Linked DNA regions of Mus musculus: region 1 is linked to region 2. The links are chromatin contacts, called in public Hi-C maps. All regions are on one chromosome and are shown on one strand. The core of a region is the stretch at or near the end of the contact, and the rest is flanking DNA. Distances in the headings are between cores, read along the strand shown.

Region 1 (6,411 bases), core at 619-3,118, 550 kb after region 2:
TAAATCTAATCTCTATCTAATCTATATCTCTATCTATCCATCACACACACACACACACACACACACACACACACACACACACACACACAATTAGAATTCTACTTTAATTAGTAAAGTGTATTTAGTAGTTAAGAATCTCCCAATTGCTGAAGCATCTGATTCTGTGAGACTGGTCCTGATTGTGGCCATACATACTGCCTTTTTTCCAAGAAAATGATCCATCAGTGTCCTCATTTCATATGAAAACCAAAGACAGTTAGACCTTGGAGGAAAGTGTGCTGCCCATTAAAATATGAAATGATCCTATTTAAGAAATCTTGGTGCATTTAAGCAATATAATGGGGTCTGAGGAAATGGCTCAGCAGTTAAAGCCCTTGGCACTTAAACAAAAGGATAAGAGTTAGGATCCCCAGAACCCACACAAATGCCATGTGGCTGTGGTGTCCCTCCAGCAATCTAGCCTCTGAAGTTGAAGATGGGGTCATTAAGCAATCGGGCTAAGGAGACAGGTCATATGGATCATAAGATCTTGTTTCACTGTGAGACTCACCCATCAATGAATAAGATGGAAAGAAGGGAGATTCCTGAATGCACCTTTGGGCCTCAACACACACACACAGACACACACAGACACACACAGACACACAGACACACACACAGACACACACACACACACACATACACAAAATCACACACAAACACACACACACACAAAATCACACACATACAATCGCATACACACACAAACACACACACATACATACACACACATACACACACCCCCACAATCACATACTTGTACACATAAAAAACCTAATTAATTAATTATAAATTATAATGAAAAGCAACATAACAAAAAAACTTTCCTGTTTTACAGAAGCTGATCCTAAGAACATTTTCAGGTTTCCTATTATGGACTATGTGTAAACTGTCATTATGAGAACTCTCACGAACATCTCTGACTCCATAAAAATGGTAAGCCAGCCATTGGACTGTTACAGAAGAGTGGGTCAGGTTTGGAAAGGCACATACATATTCCTTAAAGTGAGACTTACTTTTTTGTTTGTTTATTTGTTTGTTTGTTTGGTTGGTTGGTTGGTTTTTTGAGACAGGGTTTCTCTGTATAGCCCTGGCTGTCCTGGAACTCACTTTGTAGACCAGGCTGGCTTACTTTTAATGGAATCCATAGACCACTGATGGATACGTTCAGAGAAATACACTCATTTTGCATTCGTGAAGTTCTCAACAATTCAGATTATTTATTTTGCCTGGACTTTCCCCCCTTGGAGTTGCAAACACTGAGACTGAAATTAGTCGGGGGGGGGGCTTGTTTCCAAGATTCTTTTCAAATTACTTCTATGGCAATTTAGTCAAGCAACCTGCTTGGAAATAATCTATTTGCAGAACCTAGGTGGGGAAAAAGCTGCCACATTATATAATTCACTGAGCAGGTTTTGGCTTCCACTCTGCCAATCCATCTTAAATAGTGGCTAGTGCCCCGCATCTCACCATACATATGATCAAGCAATTTAGCAGAAAAAGAGAAAGGCCCTGAAACTTGGCATCCTCGTGGACATTTATCTCCGAGAAAACCAAATGGAGCCAACTTTTGCCCGAGTTTAATAGCAAAGCTGTCACATTTTACACAAATGAGTATTGAAGTCTGTTGGCAAATGGGAAGGGGGTGGGGACCGGGAGTGGAGGAGGAGGGACTGCTGACTGGACTCTTTTCAAAGTGGCTCCGGCTTTTAGGGGAGGGGCCAGATGCTCCACTTGGCAGGAGGGACGAAGTAGTTAAAATGATTACTAGCTAGGGGTTGGAACCCCAGGCTCTGGGCATATATAAGAGAGTGCCGCCAGCGCAGAGCGGCTGTTGCTGCTGTTGCTGCTGCTGTTGCTGCTGTTGAAGCCACTACCAGGACACACCAGCTCAGTCCCTTAGAACACAGAGACCTGAGAAGGAAGGGAAGGCAGCTGCTTAGGTTTGCGTTAGAACTCCCGTTTCACCTTTCCAACAGATACAGACAGAGGAACTCATAACACTGTCCCCTGCTCCCAGACACGCCCACGGTGTCCTGCACTCCAGCCCAGTGCGGCACGGGGCAGCCTGGCAGAAGGTCCTCCCTAAAGGCGATGCTTACAGGCATCCTAGCTGCTGCGCTGGGAAGGAGGGAGTAGGACCCAGCAGGAAAGCAAGGAAGCTGCTGGTGAGAGCCACCGGCGGTGGCCGCGCTGCGGGAAGACCTCGTCTTTCCTTCACTGGACACCTGCTGCAGAAGGCTCGCCAGGATGATCCGCATCGCCTCACTCTTGCTGGGAGCTGCGCTGCTCTGTGCCCAGGGAGCCTTTGCCCGAAGGGTGGTCAGTGGTGAGTCAGAGCAGCATAAAACAAGGGACTTGGGATTCTGGGGCGGTATGGAGTACTCTGCACTAGGTTGGGGACTCCTTATAGACTTGGAAAACAGTACTTAGTAGGCGTCCAGAGAGAAGGTGGAAAACCTGTTATTCTTTCCTTTCACCTTCTCCCTGCATAACAGAAAAGTTTCCTTTTTTTTGGAGTGCCTTTTTCTATAGTTGGGGAGCAAGCTTAAGCTAAATATGGAACAGCTCTGTCTCTTCAGGGCAAGAGTCTCTAGTTTATTTGGAAGCAGGTGAGTGGAACACAGGCAGACAGGACTGGGGCACCTGTGAGAGGGGTGTGGTAGAGCCTGGTTGACCAAGCTTGGACATTGAGCAGCTGCTGTGGCATGAACGCCACCTCCTGTTGGTCTGGCTCTAGTCCAGCCAGGGTGCTCACAAGGATGGTTTCTGAGACCAGACCAGTCCAGATGTCTGAGTTTGCAGCCTTTGTTCTCAGGAGGACTGAAGAAGAACAGGGGAGAGCTACTGCCCTGTCGCCTTCGCTTTTGGACTTAATTTCAAAATTAGAACACTCAGGAAACACCTCTTGGAGCTGGGTGGAGGTTTGCTTTGAGATGTTTGTGGTGATGAATTTGGATTTGCTCAAACAACAGGTGCACAATTAAGTCTCTCAAATCAGTGAAAGGTCAAATTTGCAAAACTTCCTTGCTTTGTCTCTTGATTCCCGCTCCCATCCGCACACACAGCCCCGGTGCTCAATGTCATCCACACTGTATCCATCTTCTTCTCTTAGTTTGGGAAAAATCTTTTAAGGCTTTTCTGTGTTTGAGGCAAATGTGAACAGCACCGCACACGGCAGCTGGACAGTCACCCATCGAGAAAGCTCTTGCTATGCTCATCAAACTGTTGGAGTGCGTTTGTTGAATGTTGCTTCTAACATATAAGGCCAACGTGGTTCCTCTGAAAGCTTATCCATCTGTACAGTAGGTGTCACTGATAAAAAGGTTGATGACAGTAACTTAATGGGTTCGGAAAACAGACCTTTAGGATCTAGCATATTAAGGTTGCCTCCAATTTTCTCCTCAGCAGATATTTCACTCAGTCAGATACAATTCAGTCTCCTATAGCTATTTACAGGGTGTTCAAAGCCTATGAGTTAATGTCCCTTTTCTTCCTTATTTAGCAGAAGATAAAGAACTGCATGGAGATCTATCTGGTGGATCAAACTATTTCACGACCTTTGTTTGAGTTTTATATGCAAATAAAACGAATAGCAAAAAAAAATGTACTTTGAACTTATGACACTTTAAAAGCAAATAGAAGCATTTAACTAACTTAAATAATGATTCTTTGTTCTCTTCTTATTTAAATACATTAAAGTTTTGGGGATGGAGAGATATTCAAAGTAGAAAATAGAACTCAAGTGCTTTGTTGATGAAAAGTTTAATTTCCAATATAGTTCTACACAAATTATTCCAAATTTTTGGCTAGTTTTTTTTTTTTTTTTTTTTTTTTTTGGCAATTCATAGGCATCTTGAAGGTGGCATCTGGAAAATTTCTAAGTAACTGATCATGATTTATTTGATTTAGCATAAATAATGATGTTGACTTGAGATTAAAACAATTACTTAGATATGTCTTTCTTATGGATAATTTGATTTTTTCACATTGAAATTTATCCATCTATAAACTGATTTCTGAGTCATAGGATTTGATTAATTCTAGCTGTTATTGGCTGAGCAGAGAGCCGTCTAAAATCTGTTATTTTTGGAGCAATGTTTCCTAACATGTCCACTGTCTGCCTGTTGATATTTTTTCTGAATGGTGTAGCAACTATTTTATGCCACTAGGGACTGGTTACCAAGTCTGATGAGAATTGAGACAGCGTCTCTGCTTTCCACTATTTGGAACATACTTAGAACACATGGAAAATTATTTCTACTTATTACATTTTGGGACAAAAAGGTATAATTACTGTGCAATATCAAATAATCATGTACCCACCATGACCTCAAGAGACAGACACTGACAAACTAAATCTCTGGATATGTTTTTCATATTTCAAAAAAAAATCAACAAAATACATTATAATCCTTTAAGCACACCATTTTAAGGATAAAATATTTTAGGGATAAATACATTTTGAGCAGCTTCACTATCAGCTGATCTACAAAAGATTTAATAGTATCTGATGTAATAAGGCAGTACACAGACACTAATCGTTGTATTTACTGAATTTATGGTTCATGGGAAACTAATTTGAGGATTTGAATTGTATGGTGATTTCTTACTCCACACAGATGTGTGGAGAACATCTGTTGCATCTATTTAAACACTCGGTTCAGAAAGTCACTAGCTGCTGATATTTTTCTTATGACAACTTCTTAAGATTTTTCCGTATGGTATCATATGAAAAAGGGGGATTAAACTTTGAGGTCTCTAGTTTGGAAGACTATGTTTGGAAGCAAGTGACATTTTCAAAAGATTTGTTATTTTAACAAACTTTTTGTTTCTCTTTTAGAGTTGAGAGCACTGGTCTTCCACGCCCTCATGCTGTGATGTGGCATTACCATGTTTCAGGTGTCCCTTACATTTCTCGAGAACTCTCTTACACATGCAGCTTTAACTCTGCTACAGTGGAGATGCACTTTATTGTAAAGGCGGAGTGGAAGCAGACCGTTAGGAACAAGGGTATTAAGCCTTATACTGACGTCAGCAATTCATGCTCTTCAGAGAGTCAGACATCGTCTTTAAATGTACAATCTAACCAGCCACTCTCCACTAACTTTTCACAGCCTATGACTTTTAAGTCATTCTCCTCCATAATTTCATAGAGAATAAAGAACTCAACTATTCACTATAGAGAGAGATCTAGCTGGTGCAACCAATTATATGCAGCCCCCCGCTCTTTTATCGTGAAGAGACTGTAGAATATTGCATAAGTGATGAGCAGTAAGTAGCTTTAAAAAGTGCTTTAGTAGTAAGAAATATACAAATGAAACTGCAGAGCATATTCAAGCTCACAGAAAGATTCCATGACATCATCAAAGTCAAAAATGATGACAGTGCAAATTGCAAAGATGCAATTATTTTAAGTATCTCCTGGGCAAGAAGGGAGCAAATTAATCTTATTACTAGGCATTTAATAAACTACCCATTTATCATAGGCATTATTCCTTACTGGCTATTCATCATTATCTTACAGTGGCAATATCTATACATTAATGCTGGAAAAGCATCTATAATTAAAAAAAAAGGATTCTGAAAGGGGATATCCAGCTGATGCTTCCTTAGTTATTTTTACTGTTTAAAACTCTCTTCTTCAATGAGAGGAGAGGACCTTGGTCCTGTGAAGGCTCTGTGCCCTAGTATAGGGGAATGTCAGGGCCAGGAGTGCGAGGGTTGGGGAGCAGGGGGAGGGTGTAGGGTGTAGGGGATTTTCAGAGAGGAAACTAGGAAAGGGCATTTGAATTGTAAATGAAGAAAATATCTGATTAAAAAAAGAAATATCAGAAGAGAACTTTCAAAAAAAAAACCTCTCTTCTTCTGTGTTAGATCTTCAGTTCATATACATGTGCAATCATTTAGACAACTGTAAAGTGAAGTTTTAAAAATCTGTTGGAATGTACACCACAATAATCTGAATACAGTGACCATTTTTATATTTGATACAACATTCAACTTAGGCCTTAATTGTCATATTGATAAAATAAAATAAAATGACATCATATATATGTGATGTTTTATCTGCTATTTTATAAATATATATATATGTATGTATATATATATATATATATACACACACACACATACATAGATAGATAGATAGATTTGTCCTTAAATTAACTTTGATCTAATTATTCAACATGAAATATTCACACTCAGAAATAAGTTCCCAGTGCACAATCCTGTGCTCATACCAGCAATCAATAACTTTCCAATGGCTATATTAGATCAATGTATCTAACACAGAAGAGACACATGACATGCAGCAAAACCCTTTATTAATAAAGTGTCTTAACTGTCTATTGCTTCAGACACATGTGGAGA
Region 2 (6,841 bases), core at 1,971-4,470:
ATTACTAATGGTTTGTAGTCCTCAGGGACCTATTAGGAAATACTCCTGGGGTTCTTACTACTTGGTTTTAAGTAGTTCAGTGAAGAACACAGCATATTGCTTCTGACAACTGAAATAAATTCAGAAACCAATATCAAAGAATATTAGTAAATATTACACTACATGAATCAAATTCTAAGTAAAATGTAAAGTTCTGGGAAAGGACCTGAAATTTAAAAGAGAAGAGTCCAGCACTAGGGGCTGAAGAGCAGGCTCCATGTCCTCCTCCTGCAGAGGAGTCGGGTTTACTTCCCCCAAAGCACTCGACAGTTAAGAAGCACCTGCAACTCTAGTTTCAGAGGGCTCCCTTCTGCCTTTGAGGGCACCAGGCACACACGTGGTAGCCGTACATCCATGCAGGCAAAGCACTCATACGCATATAAAGTAAAAAATAAATCAGGTACCGTAGCTCCGTTTTGGAGTCGTCCCCCCCCCCAAAAAAAAGGTTAAACAGCAATGACATTTCCAGTAATTCTATCAGCTATGAGCCCAGGAATTCTAAAATATATGTTCAAGAAAGAAAGAAAGAGGGAGGGAGGGAAGGAGGGAAGGAGGGAAGGAGGGAAGGAGGGAAGGAAGGAAGGAAGGAAGGAAGGAAGGAAGGAAGGAAGGTAGGTCCTTGTCAACATTATTCATGACAAAGTAGAAATACTCCAAATATCCCCCAAATGCTGACTGGACACATAAAGTATGGCTTACACGTACAACAGAACTGGTAATTACAATAAACGAAGCACTAACACGTGCTATAACACAGCAAGCAGAGGTAACAAACAATACCACACTAAAATTTCCGCCATATATACAACTGTCCAGAGCAGGGGAGTCTATACAGGCAGAAAATAGACTGGGTGGCCTACAGGCAGGAGGAGCAGAGGAGCAGGAGACAAGAGTCTAGGGAGTCCAAGGTTCTTTTTCTGCTGAGATAAAACTATTACTCTTGAATAAAATTGTTACACATTGAAAGTTTTTCAGCATTGAAGCTTTTTATACATATTCTTTCAGGTATAGGTATATTTTCCTAAAGAGCTAAAACAAGAAATAGTGAGCATTAAAGTGCATTAAGCAGAGCATCAATTCAGGATCACTCACAGAAAAATTAAATGAAATAATCAGTTACATTCTGGAGCTGCATCAAAGGACTCTTAAAAATAGAAAATCTGATTGATCATTGATTAATCCAGAAAGGCTGATCAGGCGTTCTTTTGAATATGTGTGTGTGTGTATATATGTATGCTTTGAGATGAGCTCATTCACTTGGCTGAATGGAACTTGGAGATATTCTGATCCAACATTTACTAAGTAACGTCATCTTTCTGGGCGCCAATGTCGGGCCCTAATGTATTGACTATACAGTGAACTAGCTTAACAACAGTCTGGCAGTCTGGTCTTATAAATTAAAAAAAAAAAAAAAAAGATGAAAGAGAAAAAAGAAACACCGGTTTTTAAAGATTTACTAAAACTGCTCTCTTAAGTTTCTTGTCTAATGTGATTTTTACTCTGCGTGCAAATGCAAACGAGGGTCCTCAGAGTGAAGGAAATTCTATATAGTATCTGAGATTTGTCCTGGCAGCCCTACTCACTCGGATCCTAGACGGAAAACACCCAAACGTTCCTCTTGGATGCTTAGAATGCCTAATACACCCTCTACTGCTATGGTCAGCCGGTAGATAGAATCCTCACACACCAGTGGTGGGCACATAGAACTTCAGTCTACTACAACTGCTGTGCCACCTCCCTCCTCCTGCAGTGTGAGGCCTCTTCCGCTCTCCGAAGCTTCCTTTATACTTCATGTATAGCACCTTGTGATGGACCAGCAAAACCCACTGAAACTGAATACACAACTTGGGCGAGGATGTCGCAGATGGAGCCGCATACGCTCCACTCCAAACAAGATAGAAGACTCACACTAGAGAAATGTAATGATTCCTAGACCCCTCTCATTCACCAACTGGGCCAGTACGTGCTACCTAACAGTTTGGGGGATTTGCTTTTTGTTTCCTCAACTTCATATTAAAAAAAATAAATAAATAAAATAAAATTAAGGAAGGAAAGAACCACTTAGCGGTTGCTTTTTGGTTTGTAACAGAAGATGAGTCATACGGACTTATTTATTTTTCTGTTTGAAGGAATGGAATAGCTTAAGAATTAACCCCCTCTTATCAGTGTTCCAGAAGTACCAAAGGCACAGAGAAAGGTCTAAACCTCGGGGGAGGGTGTGTGGGGGGTGTGAATACCACCGGGGACCGGGGGTGGGGGATTAGACCTTAGGCGCCTAGTGCCACCCACACTGTCCCCCAAAGCTCCCATTTTAAACACCGCTTGGTGACGTCACCCCAGGACGTCGTCACCGCGGCGGCTGCTCCTCAAGTTCTACTTTGTTCCACGAGCTCGGCCTTCTAGGAGTTTCTAACTTTGCAGTCTCCCCACCCCCCACCCCCCCCAACCCCTCCCCAGTAACGAAAAAGCCACTCGCAGTTTCTAGAAACCACAACTTCTCCAGGTGGACGCTGCCGAGGTGGAGGGGACGGCAAGCGTGGTCGCGCCGAGAGGCCCTGACCGCCCCGGGCGGCTTTGGCCAGCGGGATCCAGATGCAGCCGGATCGGGCTCCCCTCCCAGCCCGGCGCGGGTGGAGAGAGCCCCCCACGCGCTCCGAGTGGACGGCCTGCGCGCCGCGTCTAACCTGTGCAAACAAACCGGCTTGCCCCTGCCCGCCCGCTGTCGCCTCCCCGGGGGCGGCAGGCGACGTGGCACGCGCCGGAGGAGGCGTCCCAACCCCACCGAGGACCCGCCGCCGCTCCCCTCCGCGCCGCGCATCCCTCGGCCGCTCCGCTTTCGACGTGGCGGCGGGCGCGTCCCAACCTCCCTCCGCCGCGATGCCCGGGGGTCCCCGCCGCGTCCCCTTATGCCAGGCCTGCCCTCCTCACTGCCACCGCGTCCCCGACTCCGACCCCCGGCGGGCTCTCCTCACCGCCGCCGCCGCCGCTCCGGGGGCTGCACCCTCGCCGGGTGCGACCGCGTCCCGTGGCCGGGGAGCCGAGCGCGAGCGCCGCTGCTGCGTCGTCGGGCCGCCGCCGCCGCCGCTGAGCGCGCGCCGACCAGACTGGCGGGCGGCGGAGCGCGCGGCCGACAGGGCGAACGCAGTCCCGACGCGGCCCACGGGGGGCTCGAGGCCCGGAAGAAGGGAGGGGCGATGACTAGGAGAGGCCCGGCGCCGCGAAGAACCAATCCGCGCGCCCTGGGGGCGGGGCTTCCCTCGGGCCCGCCCCCCTCCACCGGTGCGCGTGGCCGGCTCCTGCCTCCGGCCGCGCGCAGAGCCTGGGCTCCGACGGCCGTGCTGGCACGAGGTCGCAGTGCCTCCTGCGCGAGCCCCGAGGGCCTTGCCTCCCTCAGTGGGGTGGGCAGGACGCTTCCTCTTGGCTCTTCGGCCACTCCTCCCCACGCGGGGCTCTCTCCCTTGGATCCGCCCGCCTCTCTGCTGCCTGAGGGCAAGTTCAATCCGGATTCTGCTTTGATGGGCTCTCCCCCTCCTACCCACCTCTGCACGAAGCGGCTGCGGAGGGGAGCTTGGCACTGAGGGCTTGCCAAGTCCCTCCGGTCGTGAGGTCACTAGCTGCCTCCCTGTACGTGAGATGGCTTGGGTAAAACTCTTACCTGGACACTTGGCTGGCAGAGCTCGTGCCTCCATGTGACCGTGGCAGCCTCCTGTTGAGTACGGGGTGTCTCTGCCAGCACTGATGGCCCAATGGATGAGTGGAGTGGCCAGGCTTTGTATTTCTCAGATACTTCTAACTCAAGGACTTGGGGGGGAGGGGTAGCTTTTAAGCCTTGACTAAACACATAAGAAGAGGGAAGATAAACTTTCCGAAGAAAGGCCCATCTTTCCGTCCCTTAGGCTGAACTGGCAGCTAGGTGTTAGTGTTGTGAAAGCAGCTGATAAGTCAGACAGGCCGGAAAAACACAAGACACTCATTAAAAGAGAATTTAAAAATGCAGATTACCATTGTTTTTTTTTTCATTACTTATTTTCTTCATTTACATTTCCAATGCTACCCCATAAGTCCCCCAAACCCTCCCTCCCCCCACTCCCACTTCTTGGCCCTGGTGTTCCCCTGTACAGAGGCATATAAAGTTTGCAAGACTCTTTCTCTTTCCAGTGATGGCCGACTAGGTCATCTTCTGCTACATATGCAGCTAGAGACCAGCTGAGGGGTGGGGGGTGGGGGGCTCCTGGTTAGTTCATATTGTTCCACCTATAGGGTTGCAGATCCCTTTAGCTCCTTGGGTACTTTCTCTAGCTCCTCCATTGGGAGCCCTGTGATCCATCCAATAGCTGACTGTGAGCCTCCACTTCTGTGTTTGCTAGGCCGGGGCATAGCCTCGCAAGAGACAGCTATATCAGGGTCCTTTCAGCAACATCTTCCTAGTGTATGCAATGGTGTCTGCGTTTGGAGGCTGATTATGGGATGGATCCCCGGGTATGGCAGTCTCTAGATGGTCCATCCTTTCGTCTCAGCTCCAAACTTTGTCTCTGTAACTCCTTCCATGGGTGTTTTGGTCCCAATTCTAAGAAAGAGCAAAGTGTCCACACTTTCGTCTTCGTTCTTCTTGAGTTTCATGTGTTTTGCAAATTGTATCTTGTATCTTGGGTATTCTAAGTTTCTGGGCTAATATCCACTTATCAGTGAGTACATATCATGTGAGTTCTTTTGTGATTGGGTTACCTCACTCAGGATGATGCCCTCCAGGTCCATCCATTTGCCTAGGAATTTCATAAATTCATTCCAAGAACTAATTGTTAAAGCTTTATTTAGACTATGTTGGTGATTATAGCCTTGTGAGCCTCAAAAATAATAATTTTTTACCAGAAGTATAAAACCCTCAAACCATTATAAAACTAGTGTGCTATGCCTCTATTTTGTGAGAAGCACTTCTACTATTGTGAAACTAAAGCTATTTCTCAATTTAAAGGGGGTGCTGTCATATACATCCGTGGGACTATTCCCGGAGATGTGCTTTCGTTTAAAACAAATAATCACATTGACGTTGTTTTACTGCTAACAGCTCTTAACTCTACAGTTTCACAAAATAGGTAGTTACAAACATTTTTAACTGCCAGGAAATTTCAAAATCTCATGACTAATGTTCTATGTAATTTTTTTCTTTGTTTGCTTTTTTTGAGATAGGGTTTCTCTGTGTAGCCCTGGCTGTGCTGGAATTCACTCTGTAGATCAGTCTGGCTTCGAAACTCATTGAGATCTGCCTGCCTCTGCTTCTCAATGCTGGGATTAAAAGCGTGTGCTGCCACCACACTGTGATGGCTCAGTGAATTAAGATGGCTCGCATGCCCAGTTAGGATCCCTGTGATAATAATTAATCATTATTAATCTATGGTTATATATAACACTGTGGTTCAGACAACAGTACCATAGCTAAAAAAACTAAACCAAAGGTGAAAACCCCTGAAATCTCACACATTCAGTAAGACTGCACAAATCTGAAACACCTCTGCCCTCTCTCATTTACTTTGCTCCCACATTGTAACTCCTTTCACGCTTTGCAAAACTTGTCCATGGAGGCTGTCAAGATGGCTCCGTGGTTAAGAGCAATTTTCCCTTTCTGACAGGAGAGGTAGTTCTTTGGCTTCTTCAACAGGACTCACCTATTTTCCAATTCATGACAGAGTCTGAGTTCTCTCAGTGAGTTTAGCCTACAGGTACATATCATGCATGCATACATACATATAAAGAAAGAGGGGAGAGAGGAGCTTTAAGAATTGGTGTGAGTGGTTATGGCACATGGAAATCTCAAGATCTATAAGGCCATCATCATTCTGGAAGTCATCAATAATTGAAATTAGCATTTGAGTCTGAAATTTATATCTAAGATTTCTATTTTAAGGCCTTAAGGCACATTTTTATTTATTTTTTTATTAATTATTTTATTTGCATTTCACCTGTTGTCCCCCTTCCCATTCTTCCCTCCTCAAACCCCTTCCCTATTCTCCCTCCTCTTTGCCTCTAAGAGGGTGCTCCCCTGCCCACCCATCCACTCCTGGCTAACCCCTCCAGCATCCCTCTTAGATGGGGCAACAAACCTCTACAGGACCAAGGGCCTCTCCTCCCATCGATGCCCGATAAGGCCATCCTCTGTTGCATATACAGCTGGAGCCATGAGTCCCTCTGTGTGTATTCTTTGGTTAGTGGTTTAGTTCCTGGGAGCTCGGGGGGGGGGGGGGGGTGGGGGGGCTGCTTGGTTGACACTGTTGTTCTTCCTATGGGGTTGCAGTCCCCTTTCAGCTCCTTTGGTTCTCCTAACTCTTCCATTGGGGTCCCTGGGCTCATTACAGTGGTCGGCTGTGAGGATCTACATATGTCTTAGTCGGATGCTAGTAGAATCTATCAGGAAACAGGCTCCTGTATGCAAGCACTTTTTGACATTAGCAATAGTGATGGAGTTTGGTGTCTGTGGATGGAATGGATTCTAAGGTGGGGCGGTCTCTGGAGGCCTTTCCTTTGGTCTCTGCTCCATTTTTTGTCCCTGGGTTTCCTTTAGACAGGAACAATTATGGGTTAAAAGTTTTGAGATGGGTGGGTGGCCCCATCCCTTCACTGGAGCCATGTCTATCTACTAGAGGTGGTCTCTTCAGGTTCTATGTCCCCACTGTTGGGCATTTCGACCACTGGGTCCTGGGAGCTTCCCACATCCCTGGCTCTGAAACTTTCTAGTGGTTCCTCCCACCTCCGTTTTCCCCACCCCCACCCCACCCCTGCTACTTATTTCTATGAATTCTCCTGTACC

What was found. A called contact is a pair of places that touch in the nucleus more often than the background predicts.
Region 1: a contact with region 2 is called in a Hi-C map of muscle stem cells, with 2.3 times the contacts expected there. The contact joins the promoter of Chodl here to the promoter of Btg3 in region 2. A contact is called at or near these places in 4 of 39 promoter capture datasets (the HPC-7 cell line, embryonic stem cells, hippocampal neurons and 1 more), 2 of 484 Hi-C or Micro-C datasets (forebrain and muscle stem cells) and 1 of 115 datasets of contacts at active chromatin or transcription factors (embryonic stem cells).

Annotation. Positions count from the first base shown.
Region 1 is chr16:78,929,080-78,935,490 of GRCm38.p6, forward strand. Chodl (chondrolectin) reads left to right here and starts at 1,869. Exons shown (of 6, transcript NM_139134.4): 1 at 1,869-2,368. The coding sequence starts at 2,290.
Region 2 is chr16:78,373,590-78,380,430 of GRCm38.p6, forward strand. Btg3 (BTG anti-proliferation factor 3) reads right to left here and starts at 3,221. Exons shown (of 5, transcript NM_009770.3): 1 at 3,012-3,221.